5 separate regions of the Mus musculus genome follow, and regions 2, 3, 4 and 5 are each linked to region 1. A link is a contact called in public HiChIP or PLAC-seq and promoter capture Hi-C data. All regions are on one chromosome and are shown on one strand. Each heading gives the region's core, a stretch centred on a gene start, on an enhancer-like site or on the middle of the called end of the contact. The rest is flanking DNA. Distances are from core to core; before and after follow the strand shown. Region 1 holds the start of Tmem98 (transmembrane protein 98). Region 2 overlaps Gm11418 (predicted gene 11418). Region 3 has its middle 61 kb from the start of 1700071K01Rik. Region 4 has its middle 120 kb from the start of 1700071K01Rik. Region 5 has its middle 150 kb from the start of Gm42084.

Evidence for each region. Promoter capture Hi-C pulls out the DNA fragments that hold promoters and counts their contacts. HiChIP or PLAC-seq counts read pairs in DNA pulled down with a chosen protein or histone mark.
Region 2: a contact with region 1 is called in an H3K4me3 HiChIP or PLAC-seq map of neural tube, with 7 times the contacts expected there. The contact joins the enhancer-like site here to the promoter of Tmem98 in region 1. A contact is called at or near these places in 4 of 39 promoter capture datasets (the 3T3-L1 cell line, cranial neural crest and second pharyngeal arch cranial neural crest), 2 of 484 Hi-C or Micro-C datasets (cerebellum and nephron progenitors), 10 of 115 datasets of contacts at active chromatin or transcription factors (cardiomyocytes, embryonic basal ganglia, embryonic forebrain and 7 more) and 1 of 9 other capture datasets (embryonic stem cells).
Region 3: a contact with region 1 is called in a promoter capture Hi-C map of hippocampal neurons, with 6 times the contacts expected there. The contact joins the enhancer-like site here to the promoter of Tmem98 in region 1. A contact is called at or near these places in 1 of 39 promoter capture datasets (hippocampal neurons), 1 of 484 Hi-C or Micro-C datasets (cortical neurons), 8 of 115 datasets of contacts at active chromatin or transcription factors (cardiomyocytes, embryonic basal ganglia, embryonic forebrain and 5 more) and 1 of 9 other capture datasets (embryonic stem cells).
Region 4: an H3K4me3 HiChIP or PLAC-seq map of embryonic hindbrain shows a contact between it and region 1, with 7 times the contacts expected there. The contact joins the enhancer-like site here to the promoter of Tmem98 in region 1. A contact is called at or near these places in 8 of 39 promoter capture datasets (the HPC-7 cell line, the SN4741 cell line, embryonic stem cells and 4 more), 1 of 484 Hi-C or Micro-C datasets (cardiomyocytes), 8 of 115 datasets of contacts at active chromatin or transcription factors (embryonic forebrain, embryonic hindbrain, embryonic limb bud and 4 more) and 1 of 9 other capture datasets (embryonic stem cells).
Region 5: a contact with region 1 is called in a promoter capture Hi-C map of hippocampal neurons, with 5 times the contacts expected there. The contact joins the enhancer-like site here to the promoter of Tmem98 in region 1. A contact is called at or near these places in 4 of 39 promoter capture datasets (the 3T3-L1 cell line, the SN4741 cell line, hippocampal neurons and 1 more), 4 of 115 datasets of contacts at active chromatin or transcription factors (embryonic forebrain, embryonic stem cells, neural tube and 1 more) and 1 of 9 other capture datasets (embryonic stem cells).

What each region holds. Positions count from the first base shown.
Region 1 is chr11:80,808,965-80,811,677 of GRCm38.p6, forward strand. Tmem98 (transmembrane protein 98) reads left to right here and starts at 1,402. Exons shown (of 7, transcript NM_029537.2): 1 at 1,402-1,495. Gm31228 (a long non-coding RNA gene) reads right to left here. Exons shown (of 6, transcript XR_001780272.2): 5 at 1-165.
Region 2 is chr11:81,589,733-81,592,445 of GRCm38.p6, forward strand. Gm11418 (predicted gene 11418) reads left to right here. Exons shown (of 4, transcript NR_167971.1): 2 at 1,940-2,063. It also overlaps a transcript of Asic2 not described here. Among named protein-coding and RNA genes, the nearest start is that of Gm11418, 3.7 kb to the left of the region's middle. Within about 2 kb of position 1,394, at least 1 of the 459 cell types and tissues checked has an H3K27ac peak or open chromatin away from gene starts, as enhancers often do.
Region 3 is chr11:81,511,233-81,513,945 of GRCm38.p6, forward strand. It overlaps a transcript of Asic2 not described here. Among named protein-coding and RNA genes, the nearest start is that of 1700071K01Rik, 61 kb to the right of the region's middle. Within about 2 kb of position 1,354, at least 16 of the 459 cell types and tissues checked have an H3K27ac peak or open chromatin away from gene starts, as enhancers often do. A contact at or near this core is called in cortical neurons and hippocampal neurons, where this site is marked.
Region 4 is chr11:81,452,941-81,455,653 of GRCm38.p6, forward strand. It overlaps a transcript of Asic2 not described here. Among named protein-coding and RNA genes, the nearest start is that of 1700071K01Rik, 120 kb to the right of the region's middle. Within about 2 kb of position 1,346, at least 26 of the 459 cell types and tissues checked have an H3K27ac peak or open chromatin away from gene starts, as enhancers often do.
Region 5 is chr11:81,410,424-81,413,136 of GRCm38.p6, forward strand. It overlaps a transcript of Asic2 not described here. Among named protein-coding and RNA genes, the nearest start is that of Gm42084, 150 kb to the left of the region's middle. Within about 2 kb of position 1,373, at least 20 of the 459 cell types and tissues checked have an H3K27ac peak or open chromatin away from gene starts, as enhancers often do. A contact at or near this core is called in the SN4741 cell line, hippocampal neurons and pancreatic cancer cells, where this site is marked.

The DNA.
Region 1 (2,713 bases), core at 152-2,651:
TGTGCATGTTGGGTTCACTCTACCACTAGGCTGTGCGGTGCATACGAAGACTGGATGTTGACATTCAGTGTCCTCTTGCACTCGGTAGGTTTCTATTGCTGTGAATACCATTGCCAAAAGCAACTTGAGGAACAAAGGATTCATCTCACCTTACAGGCTTCAGTCCTGAAAGGAAGTCAGGGAAGGAACTCAGCAGGAACCTGGAGGCAGGAACTGAAGCACAGACCTCAGAGGAGTGTAGCTTACTGGCTTGCTCCTCATGGGATGCTCAACCTGCTTCCTTATACAACCTAGGACTGCTTGTCTGGAGGTGACATCCCTTGCATTGGGTAGAACACTTGTATCACATGCAAGAAGTCCTGCATCCAACCTCTAGCAGGGCAAAAAAGGAGCACAAACAAACACACCAAACTAAACAAAAAGACTGGGGTCTGGAGGAGACTATAGGCTCTGGTTTGCAGATACTGCATCGAGTTGATGGAGAAATCACCTGCATCCTTTGGTTCTTGTCATCTTAGGTCCTTGCAAGTGGGGTTGTTTTAGATCTGGACAGGCCACCCACGTTTTACTCGGCCTATGCAGGCTCTGCCTTTTCCTCAGGGCAGATCAGGATATAACTAACCATCCAAAGCCCACTCACTTCTCATTGTAAAACATGGTCTTTATAGACTTTGGGATCCTTACCCAGAATAGTCTGCTCCGTAAGCCTTTGCGGGGGGGGGGGGGGGGGGGGAGGGGGGGCCTGGAATCCTAAACTGCTGCTATCAGCTGGCATCTTTAGGCCCGAAAGCAGCCTATTGGTGACTGTCAACAGCCTGGACTGCGTCCTGACCCGTGAGGTATGTTCTCTCTGCAGTAGGATTTTTAGAACGCACGACTGCCTGCCAGGGTCCTGGCTAGGCAGTGTTTAGCAAGACTCTTTAAGTTAGGCTACTGGTTCACTTTTAGCCCTGGGCCAGGCTCTTGCCCCAAAATGTGTGCAGTGTGTCACTGACCCTGACACCAGTTTCCAGGGTCATTACAGAGGAGGGCGGCAAGGCACAGAGAAGTGAGGTCAAATCGCTCACAGCTATTGAGTCCTTACAATCAATCTGCACACAGCAGCTAGGGCAGCGACCCAGCACTGTGTAAACTGTGGGAGCTCCTACCCCCCACCCCAGGCTGTCCAGCTGGAGGGCAGTGGGTGTGGATGCATCCTGCCCTGGCTTCCGTGGGTGCACGTGGAGGGGTCCTCCGATCGTCAGTGACTGTCTCCCAGCTGCCCTGGCCTCCCGGGACGCCAATCCCCAGGCGGCCAGGGGCCTGGCGGGGACGGCGGCGCCTGGCAGCGGGGGATTTGGGTGCGCTGGCTGGGCCGCCCCGCCGGGGGTGGATCTGGGTCGTCGGCCCGCCCGCCCTCCCGGCATGCCCTGCTGCTGGCCGCTGCGGGCAGCACTCGGACTTGGCCTTGGGGGGGGATCGCGGGGAGCCGGCGTACCCCGGAGCTGCAATTGAGGTGGGTGAGCACGCGGGGCGGGTGGCGGGTGGCGGGTGGCGGGAAGGCTCTCTGTGGGCTGCTGGGACACTGCTTTGTTCTGCCCTGCGGAAACGGAGCAGCGCGCAAGTTGGGGACCAAAGTTGAGCGCGCGTACCAGCCTTCCCTGGGGGCGGCAGGCGGGCCAAAGAAGGGAGAGAGTTGGATCTTGATGGGTTTAAAATCAAATGGAGGGGAAAGCTAAGAGGGAGATGGAACGAGAAAGAGAGATGCAGGGAGAGAGGAAAAGTCACGGAGATACAGAGAACACACAAAGAAAGAAAAGCGCACAAAGGAACGCCCACACCGAGGGATCGCAGAAGGCGGCTGAGGGAAAGTTCAAGAAAGCAAAGACCTCAAAGAAAGTACTGAAAAAGAGAGAAGAGGAAAGCGGCACTCTCTTGCGGGATGGTGGTGGAGCTTGGAGAAATAGGGGCGTGGAAGGGAATATGTGGGGAGCCTGGAGAAGGGATACATTGGAGGAAAACATCTAGAGAGGAAGACATAAAAATAAGGAGGAAAGAAAACGGTTAACATTGCTAGACAGAGAAGGACAGCACAGAGTGTCTAGAGAAACTAAGGCAAACCTGTTCCCTCCCCTTCCTGCTTTCCCAACAGAGTATAAGATCAAAACAAAACAAAACAAAACAAAATAAAAACCAAAAAACTCTGTGAGAGAGCAGCGTTTGCAGACTGCTGAGGAGGCTTCCTTGGCAACTTAAGCCAGTAAAGTCCCCACCCTGTTTACCCGTTCCTCAAAATTCAGCTCAATTATCCCCAGGTTTGCGAAGGAGGCTTTTCTAGAAAGTGCCATGCAAATTGCAGTCTCTTTATTACCCAAGCCTGCACATAGCCCACCTACACAGCTGCATCCTTCTTCCCCACCAGTTCATTGTCATGGGGGAGGGGGATCTGTGTCTTCTGTCTCTAGTCTTCAGAATTCAGTGTTTGCTGTAAGCAGATGGTCAATCTGTGCTCCCCGAGTGACCATCAAGAGAGTTTGAATTCTGGGAGACATAAACATCACACATAGACTAAGTACTGTGGCGAGCCAGCCTGGGGTCCTACAGACTGCTGAGGCATAGCACTCCTTTCTGTAGGTAAAGAAACTAAACCCAGGGAGGGGAGGAAACTTTTTCAAAGGTATGCCTATGGGAGGTCTGCCCTGAAAGGATGCTGTGAAGACCACTTCTCTGAGAG
Region 2 (2,713 bases), core at 144-2,643, 780 kb after region 1:
CAGGAGACTCTCTGCAAGTCTTGAAGGGGCAAGCAGAATGCTTCAGCTGAAAAGTCCTCAGACAAAAAACCTGGAATCCTGCTCCACTAATTCAGTAGGGAGACCTGGATCAACCTTAGGCCTAGACACTGGGTTTCATCAGGATTAAATGAGTGAAATTTAATTGGGAAGTTATACGTTAGTGGTCAGAATTATTAGAAAAGGTGGGACTTACTCCTGGGCCTACTACAGAGGACCTCAGGGCAGGAAGGAGGCCCAGGGACATCTGGGCTGTGAGCATCTTCCAGGGCTCACACAATTTTTGTCAAAATAACTAAATAATATTCTATCTCCCCTGCTTGCCTGCCTGCTACTAATCGAAAAATCGCTCTGATTCCTAAATGCAAATTTATTTAAAAGAATCATGGAGTCTCCTGGGAGTTTTTTGTCATTGTGTATTCTCTCAAATCATGAACACCAGCGCGAACTCCACAGGCAAGCCTATAAGGAATTTTATACTCATAAACAGGCATCTAACTCCACAGTTGTTGAGAGTCATCAAGAGATGGAACTCTATCTTATTAATGAAGAAACTGCAGCTGGGAGAGATGGCTCAGAAACAGTGTGCTAAATTTCCTAAAGAATTTAGATTCAGATTTCTCGGCCTTGTAGATGAAGTGCAGACTCTCACAACTGTATGCGGGGACCTCCAGGACAAGCAACATGCCTTTAGGGTCTGCTAATAAACCAATCATCAAGTGAGCTGAAATGTTCATGAATGGTTTAATTTGGGGATTTGTGTGTTTATTGTTTGCTTGGAGAGAAGAACTCATTTAGCACAAGATGCCTTCAAATTCACTATGTAGCAGAGGGTGACCTTGAACTCCAACTCTTCTGTCAGCCTTCCCTGAGTGCTGGGATTACAAGCATACTTTGCCACACTGGGGTTGTGGGGTGCTGGAAATGAAACCCAGCACGTCATGGGTACTGTGGAAGCATGCACTAAAATATACTATAGCTGAAGCCCAATTTGTTTTAAAATGCTAGATGTCTAGGAACTTTCAGTGTAAGCTTTCTCCATTCTAACAAAGCCTCCTTCTTCAAGATAAAGTGTGCATCAGGATTCTGTAGGTCTGCCAACCCCTGTTCCTATTTGCCCAGTCATTAGCAAATATGTATGGGACATGAAGGAGTTTGGAAAATGCCACCCCCAAATGTGACACGGTAATGTGCTGGTGACTCTGAGCTGAGGAATCTGGGGAGCCTCCGGATGCAGGTGAAGGTTTTCTTAGAGCTCCTTCTATCTGGCCAGAGACAGATCCTTCTGGGGGAATTCACTTGTGATGAATCTGTTCCCTAAGACTCTTATCAACCAGAAACTGAAGGTTAACACTAGAGGGAGCCAGACCTGTTCCTCAGAGGGCAACTGGACAGCTGAAAACCTAATTTGCACAACAGGCAGCCTATACACAGTAGACATTTCCTCTCCACACCACTCATAACTTGGATTAATACTACCTTCCCCTAAGAAGCCTAGGCCCTCATTCCTTTCCACCTACAATAGTGATCTACCAGATACTGCACACGCCCTCGGGGCCTTTCTCCATATTTTGCAGGACTGACATATTTGCACACATCATTGAGAAGTTTTTTTTCCCCCTCATGTTAATTTGTACCATGCCAATTTAATGTCTTCTTATCCAATGAACCAAGATGAATGAGTGAAGTTCTGTTCACTTCCTGGCTGGCATCTTCTCAGGCATGATTTTGCTGGCAGTGTTTGCTCACTGTGGGCCTACAGGCAACTGAGGGAGACAATAAATAAAGAGAAAATTAGGATGTGGCAAGCGATGTGTTGTGACAGAGGTTGATATGGGGCACTGTGTGGGTTCATGTGTGCCCTGTCTGGGTGCTCCTAGATCTGCATTGCCTATTTGCCATCTAGTCCCTTCTTCTGCAGGCTTTGTGCCTGCTGGCTCACAGCCTGGCTCTGCTAGATTCCTGCTATTGTCCCTCAACTTGAAGATGCAACTCAAAGTCCATGTGTAACATGATCCCAACTCCAAAGATGGACCTGTCTCCAGGTACTGTGAATATATTCAATGTGACTGATAGCCCAGAGGCCTCTGCTGGACCTGACTGAGATAAAGACTTTGTGTCAAATCACTCTGCTTTGGGGCTCACCCTCTCCCTTGGGCTTCTGTTTTAAGGGTGGGCCCCTGTGACCCTGTTTAAAAGCAAAAGAAAGGCACAGTAGGAGGACAGCCCCCTCCCTCTCACAGGTAATGTGCTGTTGGGACATCTTTTCTCCCTCCCAGTTATTTATCTTTCTGACTTTTCCTTGGAGACCTTATCACAGAATGGAATTGGTTTCCCTCTGGGTGTGCTATGATTTAAACTCAGGACTGTGATGGGGGTCTTTCTGCAGAGCACGGGATGTCTAGCTATTGAGGCATGAGAGTCCAGGGTGGTAGAGGAGATGCGAGTCAGGGAGGGAAGGCATCCAGGCAGCTGGTCCCACTGAGCTGGGAAGATACAGGGAGAGCTTTGTGCAGGAGGATGTGGGGGGATCTACAAAGCAGCTTGGTGCCTCTGATCATAGATGCGTCAGGATTTCTGAAATGAATTCCCCACAATGGAATCCCCACTAGTGCAGTGCAAATCTGCATCCCAGAGCCCCAAGTCTTTGCAGTGTCCCCCACCTCCACCAATAATGTAATTACACAACACAAAT
Region 3 (2,713 bases), core at 104-2,603, 700 kb after region 1:
AAGTGTTTATAGTCCAAATATGCACTGAGTCTGTATGTTTTCAATGACATATTTTTATAAAAATGAAGCAAACATCTTACTAAATGGGGATATGTAGCCATGTTCACAGATTGATGGATTAAGCATATCAGTTTTTCACTCTAATTGATTTCTTTGAGATTACTGCAATTCCTAGTAAAACCCAAGAAAGATTTTTATAGATAAGGATAAATTATTCTAAAATAGGCACAGCAACTAGTGCAGTTTAAACAGCTTCAAGATAGTGAATTAAGCGGTAGGAATCAGTCTGCGTGACTAGTTGGTGGACAGCAGGGTCGTAGGTGTAGCTACTGAAAAAGAGAGCAGGGATCCGGGAGATGGTGGTGTGTGTGCCTCCTGTGGGGATGCAATGTCTCCCCCTGCAGTGCTGTGATGTGTGCTTCCTGCAGGGATGTCTTGGTCACAGTACAACCTTGAAAGACATTACTAAGAGGGAATGAGACATACAGGATCTGTCTTTTTTTTTTTTAACAGCTGTATATAAATCTGAAAGTGTCTCAAAAATTTAAAAACCCTCTAGATCTAATAAAAATTTTATAGAACTTCGAGCATGTGTATGCACACACACACACACACACACACACACATACACAGAGTGGGTGACATTTGAGTAAAGTCTATAATCAAGTTAATTGTATTGGTTAAGTTAAGTGCATTGTGCTGATGTCAATTTCCTGCTCTTGATAATATAACACATTGTGTAAAATGATTCGAGAAGCTGAGTGATAAGTATATGGGACTACTCTGTTAATTTTTGCAACTTCTTGTGAGTCTATAATTATTTCAAAAAAATTTTAAAGTTTTTTTTTTTTTTTTGTACTGAGAACAGAAAGGAAAGCATTTATTATCAGGCAGAGTGTGAAATTCCCACCCCAAGAGTTCCCTAAAAGCAGGTCTTGTAACTTTTCAGCAGATGTATTCTCCATATAGACCTCTGGGGTGGGTAGAGTGGTATTGTAACCTCAGGGGTCTTCCAGCTCAGCTCGCATGGAAATTGTGGGTGGGAGGCATCTGTCTTTCCTTCCTCTAGAGCCCAAACTGGTATAAGATGGAACTAGGACTCCAGGAGCCACAGGCTACTGCAGAGGGGAAGATGAAAGTATAAACCATATGCTTCAGTTATAGTCACGTCCATATTTGGGGTCTGGTTCTGCTCCTTCTTGCAAAGGGCTGCTTCGTGTCAGGAATTAGAAAAATAAAAGGGGCATGGCAAAAGAGTGGGTCCGAAGATACAGCCTCCGTTCTCCTGCACAGACCGTTCTGGGAACGGTGGTATTGTGAGGCAGATGGGGACACATCATTCTGGCAGGGCGTGGCAGAATTCCCAGAACAGTGTGCACGCACACGTGTGCATATGTGTTGTGCATGCGCAGGACTCATTAACTCATCCCATAATAGAAGGGCCTCATCTGCTTGTCCATCTGGGAAATGAGGAAGCTGCCAACCAACGTTCCTGTTACCCTAGGTCCAACTGGCTTCCAGCAGGAACTGGAATATGGGGTAGTGGGTCTATCTAGTATTTAGGTCTTAAAACAACAGGATCAGAAAGTAAAAAATGTGGAGGAAGGCAGAGGATGCTCTCAGGGTCTGATGTGAGGCAAGAAAGAAGAAAGGGATGTGTGGTCCTGCTGGAGTCTTTCTGGGAGTGCTGGCTGGGCAATGTAAGCAGAGTCTAGTACTCTGGGGTCCACTTTAAACTCCTGTACAGTTTCATTAGCCATAGTGAACACACTGAGGAGCAGTCATGTCATGGTGGGGTGTCAAGCTCCTAGTAGCCCCTTGGGTAGCTCCTCTCCTTTCCTCTAGCTTACAGTGGAGTGAGCAGGTTCAGAAAGGCTCCTGTCTGGTATGAAATTGGGCATATGAGGTAGAGTAGATCCCAGAACAACCCAGATCCAGAGCTCATGTTGTCAACCACAGCTTGAAAGTTTCTTTCTGCTACTTCCTTTCTTGCTGACACATGTAGAGAGATCTGGGGCCAGTCATCTGTCAGCTCTGGGGCTAATTCAAGGTGTGATGCTGATGGCTGGTGAATCTTCTCCCTGCCCTCAGGGAGACTGCCCCCTTGGCAGCCAGGGGAAATGCCATCCATGGAGAAAGGACATATGACTTCATAAATTCTCCCATGCATGCCTCCAGTGATGCCGTGCAGTGACTAGGAAGAGTAAGACCACATGCTGGGAGCTAGAACATAGACTGATAAGGCTGAAGGCGGTCAGAAGCTGGTGTCTAAGAGGCTGGGAATGGAGCCTTGTGATAGGGCTCCGTGGTGACTGTCTTGGTGTATATGAAGACCCATGTTTCATACCTAGCCCTGCAAACACCGAAACTCTAAAAGTAAGAACTAAATCCCAACCCTGCCAGTTCCTAGTCAGATATCCTTGGCAAGGGTTTATCTTGGTGGCCTTTCTGGAGTGGAAAAAGGAAAATAATACCTTTGGTTCCAGGGGGCTCAGCAAGTATAGAATGAAGGTGTTAGACTGCAAAAGACTTCAGGCCTTAAGCTTTATTTAGTGAATGAGACCCTTGCTATTATTATTCCTGGAGAGGGGGAAGCCAGAGGATTGAATGAGATGAAAAGTTCTCTAGCCTCTTCCCCTGCTTTGAGTCAGGGGGGAAAAAAAAGGCTTTCTAAATCCTGTGTTCTGCTTCAGCACTACCTAAGCAGTGTGAC
Region 4 (2,713 bases), core at 96-2,595, 640 kb after region 1:
GAACACAAAAGGGACTGATGAGGGGTCATTGCTGAGAGGTGGGTTTAGCCTATCTCAGAGCAGGTGTGAGGGTGACTTACTCTCAGCATTTCCCAGATTAACGGGTCACTGTGGTTCTTCAAGTCACAAGGTCTAGAGCTCACGGATCTTAGCACAAGCACCCCCCATCTCTGGATGACAGCCAGTAGGTGCAGAGTAGCTGTGCTGGCCACATAGTTGGGTGTGTGCAGCACAAGGAAGATCCTGGGCCCACGTGGCTGCAAATCAAGTACTTTTCCCAGAATCTCAAATAAGTCACAAGAAGAAGAAATAGGTATCCTGCCCCTGGGAAGCCTACCGCCCATGCAGAAAGCTTGACCATGCTATGGAGGTGTTTTCTTGATGGCTTCCTTTCTCTTCTACACTATACTTCCAGCAAAGACAGCCTAGAACCATCCTTTCCAGTGTCTGCTATTTTTTTGAGATGCCAAGATCTCTCTGCTTTCTGTTCTCATTTCCTTCTCTCCTAGTGGGGTCCTCCTAGCACACACTCAGCCCACACTCAGCACACACTCAGCACACACTCAGCACACACTCACACACTGAGCACACACTCAGCTTCAGCATCCCTCTCTGGCACCTCTGCATCCCATTTTTTCCACTTTGATGCCATCTGATCTCTGCATGGGGACCTCAAAAATTCATAGCCAAGTCAAACCATAGCTCACTTCAGAGAGAGTTGTCCCAGAGGCACTCAGAATCTAAGACCCTCTGTGACCTTCACCTCCTGCCCAGAGACCTCTCTTTGTCTCACCTCTTCCCACTTATCATTGCTCACAACATGGTGTCTTCTGTGCCAGTGCCTTTGCAAGTGCTGGTTCCTCTGCCTGTTCGTGGAATTCCTTTGACATTCTGCCATCACCCTAGCAGTAAGGGCTAACCCTGGATTTGTGAAACATCTGATAAATGCTACTCACTTACTACTGCCTTATGTTTCTCCTCAATGCTTTCTTCCCAGAGCCCACTCTTAAATCCTTGAAGTGCTCAGAGAGGAAGGCCAGAGTCTTGGCTTTGCAGAGAAAGATACTCTCTCCAAAGACAGGACAGGCGGTATGAACACAGCATGTAGAAATCCCTACAGCTTTCTTCCTGCTTCTGTATTTCCACACTTCTAAATGCCCCCTCCCCCCGTGTGCCCTGTTGTTCTCTGCCCTCCCTGCAGCAATGAAGTTACACTTGCCCATCAGTCTCTCTGGCTGGTTGTCATGACAACAGGGACACCATATATCCACAGGGGGCCCAGTCAGTGTGCACCTGGAGCCTGAGAGGAGGCAGCATTAGCAGCGGGTGGCTGTGGAGATGTAGGGAGTGTTTATATGAGGTTTCCCATGAATCTAGGAGCAGAAGGGAGTTGTCAGCCACTCTCCACTCCTCCCTCCCCAGGGTGATGAGCCTGACCCTGCCTCCAGGACACATCTGATTGAGCAGAGCATGGAAGACCCCTGATCCTAACACAAAGGCAGAATCAGGTGCAGAGGAGCCTACACAGTAGACAGCCAATGGCAGCCTTGAGGAGAGGCACTCTCTGGAGGTCACCACAGGCACCACTTCCTCCCTGTGCCTGGAAATTGGCAAATCTGATCAGATGAGGGGACTCTAGGAGAAAGGGCAAAGAAAAGGGAAGAAAAGAAGTATAGAGAAATTAGAGCAGATGAGGGGCCAGGCATATGTCTAAACCCAGAGGAGGACCTTAGTTCTCTGTGGGATTGTGCCCAATAAGAAAAATATGGAATTGGATTCTAGATCCTCCCCCTGCCCTTTCCACATGGGTTCCCCATTAAAGTACAAAGCTAACTGCTGTAAAAGATGAACTCAGTCATTTAACCCAGCAGAAATTATTACCCCATATTACATAAGCTCCATATGGCATTATTAAAGATGGAAGAGAGGCTAGAAGACCGTTTGTTTAGTAATCTGGGATGCTAAAAGGTCCACTGGCAGTAGACAGACAGGAGCAAGAAGGAAGGAAGGCCATAGGGACATTATTTTGTAGCCAGATCTAAAAGCGGCTTAAATCTCTCAGCTAGAAGAATGTGGTCACAAGACCCTACCTGGTTACAGGAGTTTCTAGGAAATGTAGCGCTGTGGCCAGGCCAGGCGGAGGAAGCCTGTTGGATCACTAGCTTCCAGTTTTCTGGAGGGAAGCCAGGCTCTGCAGGCTGAAGGCAGTGTCTGAGGAAGTGGCCAAAGACAGAAATGCCCATAGCCACAGAGGGAACCTAGTGGTTAATCAGGCAGAGCAAGATGGCCTGATTTCAAAACCTCTACTTGTTCTTCTCGTGAAGAGTTTCTCTCATAGGAGCTTCTATAGAGAGGAGGTGCTAGGACTTGTCTCTACACAGCCTTAGACCCTATCTAGTGGTACTCTTTTGAGAGATGGTGATAGATAAGTAGAGACGGTGCCTAGCTAGTTGAAGGGAGTGAGTCACTGGGGGTGCACCTGGAAAGACATGCCATGCCCACCTCACCTCTTGTCTCCTCTTGTCTCCGCTTGCCTCTCCTTTCCTTTCCTCTCCTCCCCTCTCCTCCCCTTCCCTCCCCTTTCCTCCTCTCTGGTTCCCTCCTCTCCTTTTTTCTCTTGAATTTTCTTCGCTACTCTCCCCTCCCTCCCTCTCCTTCCCTCTTGCTCCTCCCTTCCACTTCTTTCTTGTCATCTTCCCTTCTTTCCTACCAT
Region 5 (2,713 bases), core at 123-2,622, 600 kb after region 1:
TGTGACTGTCTCTCTCTGTCTCTCTCTCTCCTGATGACATTAACCTCATGTTTGCCATCACCCTGTATCTGTGAGGTTTTGAGGTTCCCCTCCCTTTATCTATCTATCTATCTATCTATCTATCTATCTATCTATCTATCTATCTATCTATCTATCTATCTATGGTTTTTAGAGACAGGATTTCTCTGTGTAGCCCTGGCTGTCCGGGAACTCACTCTGTAGACCAGGCTGTCCTCGAACTCAGAAATCCACCTGCCTCTGCCTCCCAAGTGCTATGCTATCACTGCCCACCTTGTTTTGAGTCCTTTATCTGTCCTGGGTGGCTATGTCATACCAGTCTCTCCTGTATATGTTCAGAAGCAGGAATCTCCACATTTCAACCCCCATTGCCAGTCTATTCTTGGCAGCAAGAATGATCTCCATCTAATCGTTTGACAGTATCCACTGCCCTACTAAAGGGGTTCCCATTGTTCTGAAGACAACACTTAAGAGACATTATCTGGTTTTGTCTGTTATAGAGTTCCTAGCATACAGCATGGCGCCTGCCTTCAGATAAGTATGGAAGAAATATTCCTGGGTAAATAAACAAATGAAGAATAGCAGTTTTGACAGAGTAAACAGTGTAAGCAGGGGCAAGGAAGCCTAAGACAACACCTGGAAGAATGAACTATTCAAGACAATTTCACCTCAGGATGCTGACTACAAATGATTTAAAGGCTCAAAATACCACGATTGAAAATCCTAGCACTAACTTACCTTCCCCCCGCCCACCCCCCAATCACCAAAGATTTTAGACCATTTGCTTCACCATGAAACTCCTAAGATGGATGGAGCTGACTGAGCAAGATAGAGAAAGCTTTCTTGGACCAGGGTTAGCTGTACTACAGACAGACAAATAGACATGTGTACAAGGAGAAGAGTCATCAATTTGCTAAAAATAACACTTCAACCAGTTTGTCACAGAGGCTCTTCGGGGAAAACTGATCGATGGCAGGCATGCCAGCCACATGATGTTGACGTCCACCAAGATCAGTGTGAGGTACGTCACCTTGGAGACCAAGTTAGTTCCCAGCCAACAGAGGAAGTGACTAAGGGGACTGTTACTCTGCAACCACATAAGGACCTGAAGCACTCATGAGCTGATTAAATAAACTTGCCAGGAAATTTCCAATAAGGAAAATTAGCATTGCTTTATTTGAATAAGAGAAAACAGGGTTTTGAGAAAAATCTATTGTGGCAATCTGTTCCAAAAATGTTCAAGGGAGGGGGGCTGACTTGCTAGGTAAAGTGCTTGCAGTGAGAGCAGGAGGACGTGACCTCCACCGCAGAACACAAGTAAAAAGTGGGACACACTAGCATACGCCTGCATCCCCGGCTCTGGGAGGTGGGTACAGGAGGCATCTTGGGATTTTCTCACTAGCTGGCATAGTCCAACTGATGAGCTTCAGGGTCAGCGGGAAAGAGTGTCTCAAAAGAACACAGATACATCTAAGATGGAGAAACGATTGGCAAAGACACATGACCTTGACCTCTCTGCTTGTGCTTTGCATGTCTTAAAATAAATTAGGTTTACTCTGAAACACACACACACATACAAGCACACACTTCTTAAAATGAATTAGGTTTATTCTGAAACACATACTTCTTAAAATGAATTATGTTTATTCTGAACATGATACACACACACACACACACACACACACGGAGTGTGTTCTGTGCAAAGAATGTCATGAGACTCTTCTAGAAAGAACCAGATAAGAGTTCTCCAGCAAGTCATTTATCCATGCTCTGGCAAATATGCTCAAGGTGAGGGGACAAGTGAACGTAATGAGGAGGTCAGAAGAAGGACTAAGTCGCATAGTAAGTCAGGCTGTTATTCTCATCTTAACATTGAGGAAGCTGAAGCTCATAAGCTAAACATCTGTCTAGCGTCGCAATGAATACACAGTAGAATCCCAATGACACACACCAGCCTTCCCAAAGACCTCAGTGTGTTCCTGCTATGGTGTTCTATATCAATGATGTGCACGCTTCTGAGAAGTCTACAATATCAGAGATCAGGTCTATAGGCTTCCTGGGTCATGTGACATTCAACACCGTGCTACTGACTAGTTGAACAGTCATGATTGTTGAGATGCTGGTCTTACCTATGAATGCTAAGAATTCTTGTATGTCTCCACCCATGACTACTGTCATTACAGTGCAGGTATTTGCACATATGTATCATAGTTGATAGACCAACTCTGTCTTTACCCTGAAGTCCTAAGTCTACACCCATCTCATTCACCCCTGTGTGCCTGGCTTTACCCACTTAAGTTTTAAAGATCAATTCAAGAGATGCTTTGGTCTGACCCAGAATCGCTAGCTCTAGAAGACACTTTCTAAGCTGTGTTTCTTTGTGTACAATGCATCATTTGTAAAATTCCCTCTCCCCAGTGACAAGACAAGGCCGCTTCTCATTTGCTGAGGGTCCTCAATAAGATGAAAAATTTTCTGGAAGGGTCAACAGCAGAAAGGAAAGAGTAAACAGAAACAGAAAGCAGAAGCCCAGGGACCCTCCCACTGTCCTCATCATCTGGTCTGCTACGGTTTGCAGAACCCCGTGCCTTTGCTTCTTGCACGGGCCAGTGCAGTTATTCAGGAAGACACAGGGGACTTGGGTTGAAATGCACACCACTGAGTCTGAGAAGAAATAAGGAAATCTGGAGAAAAC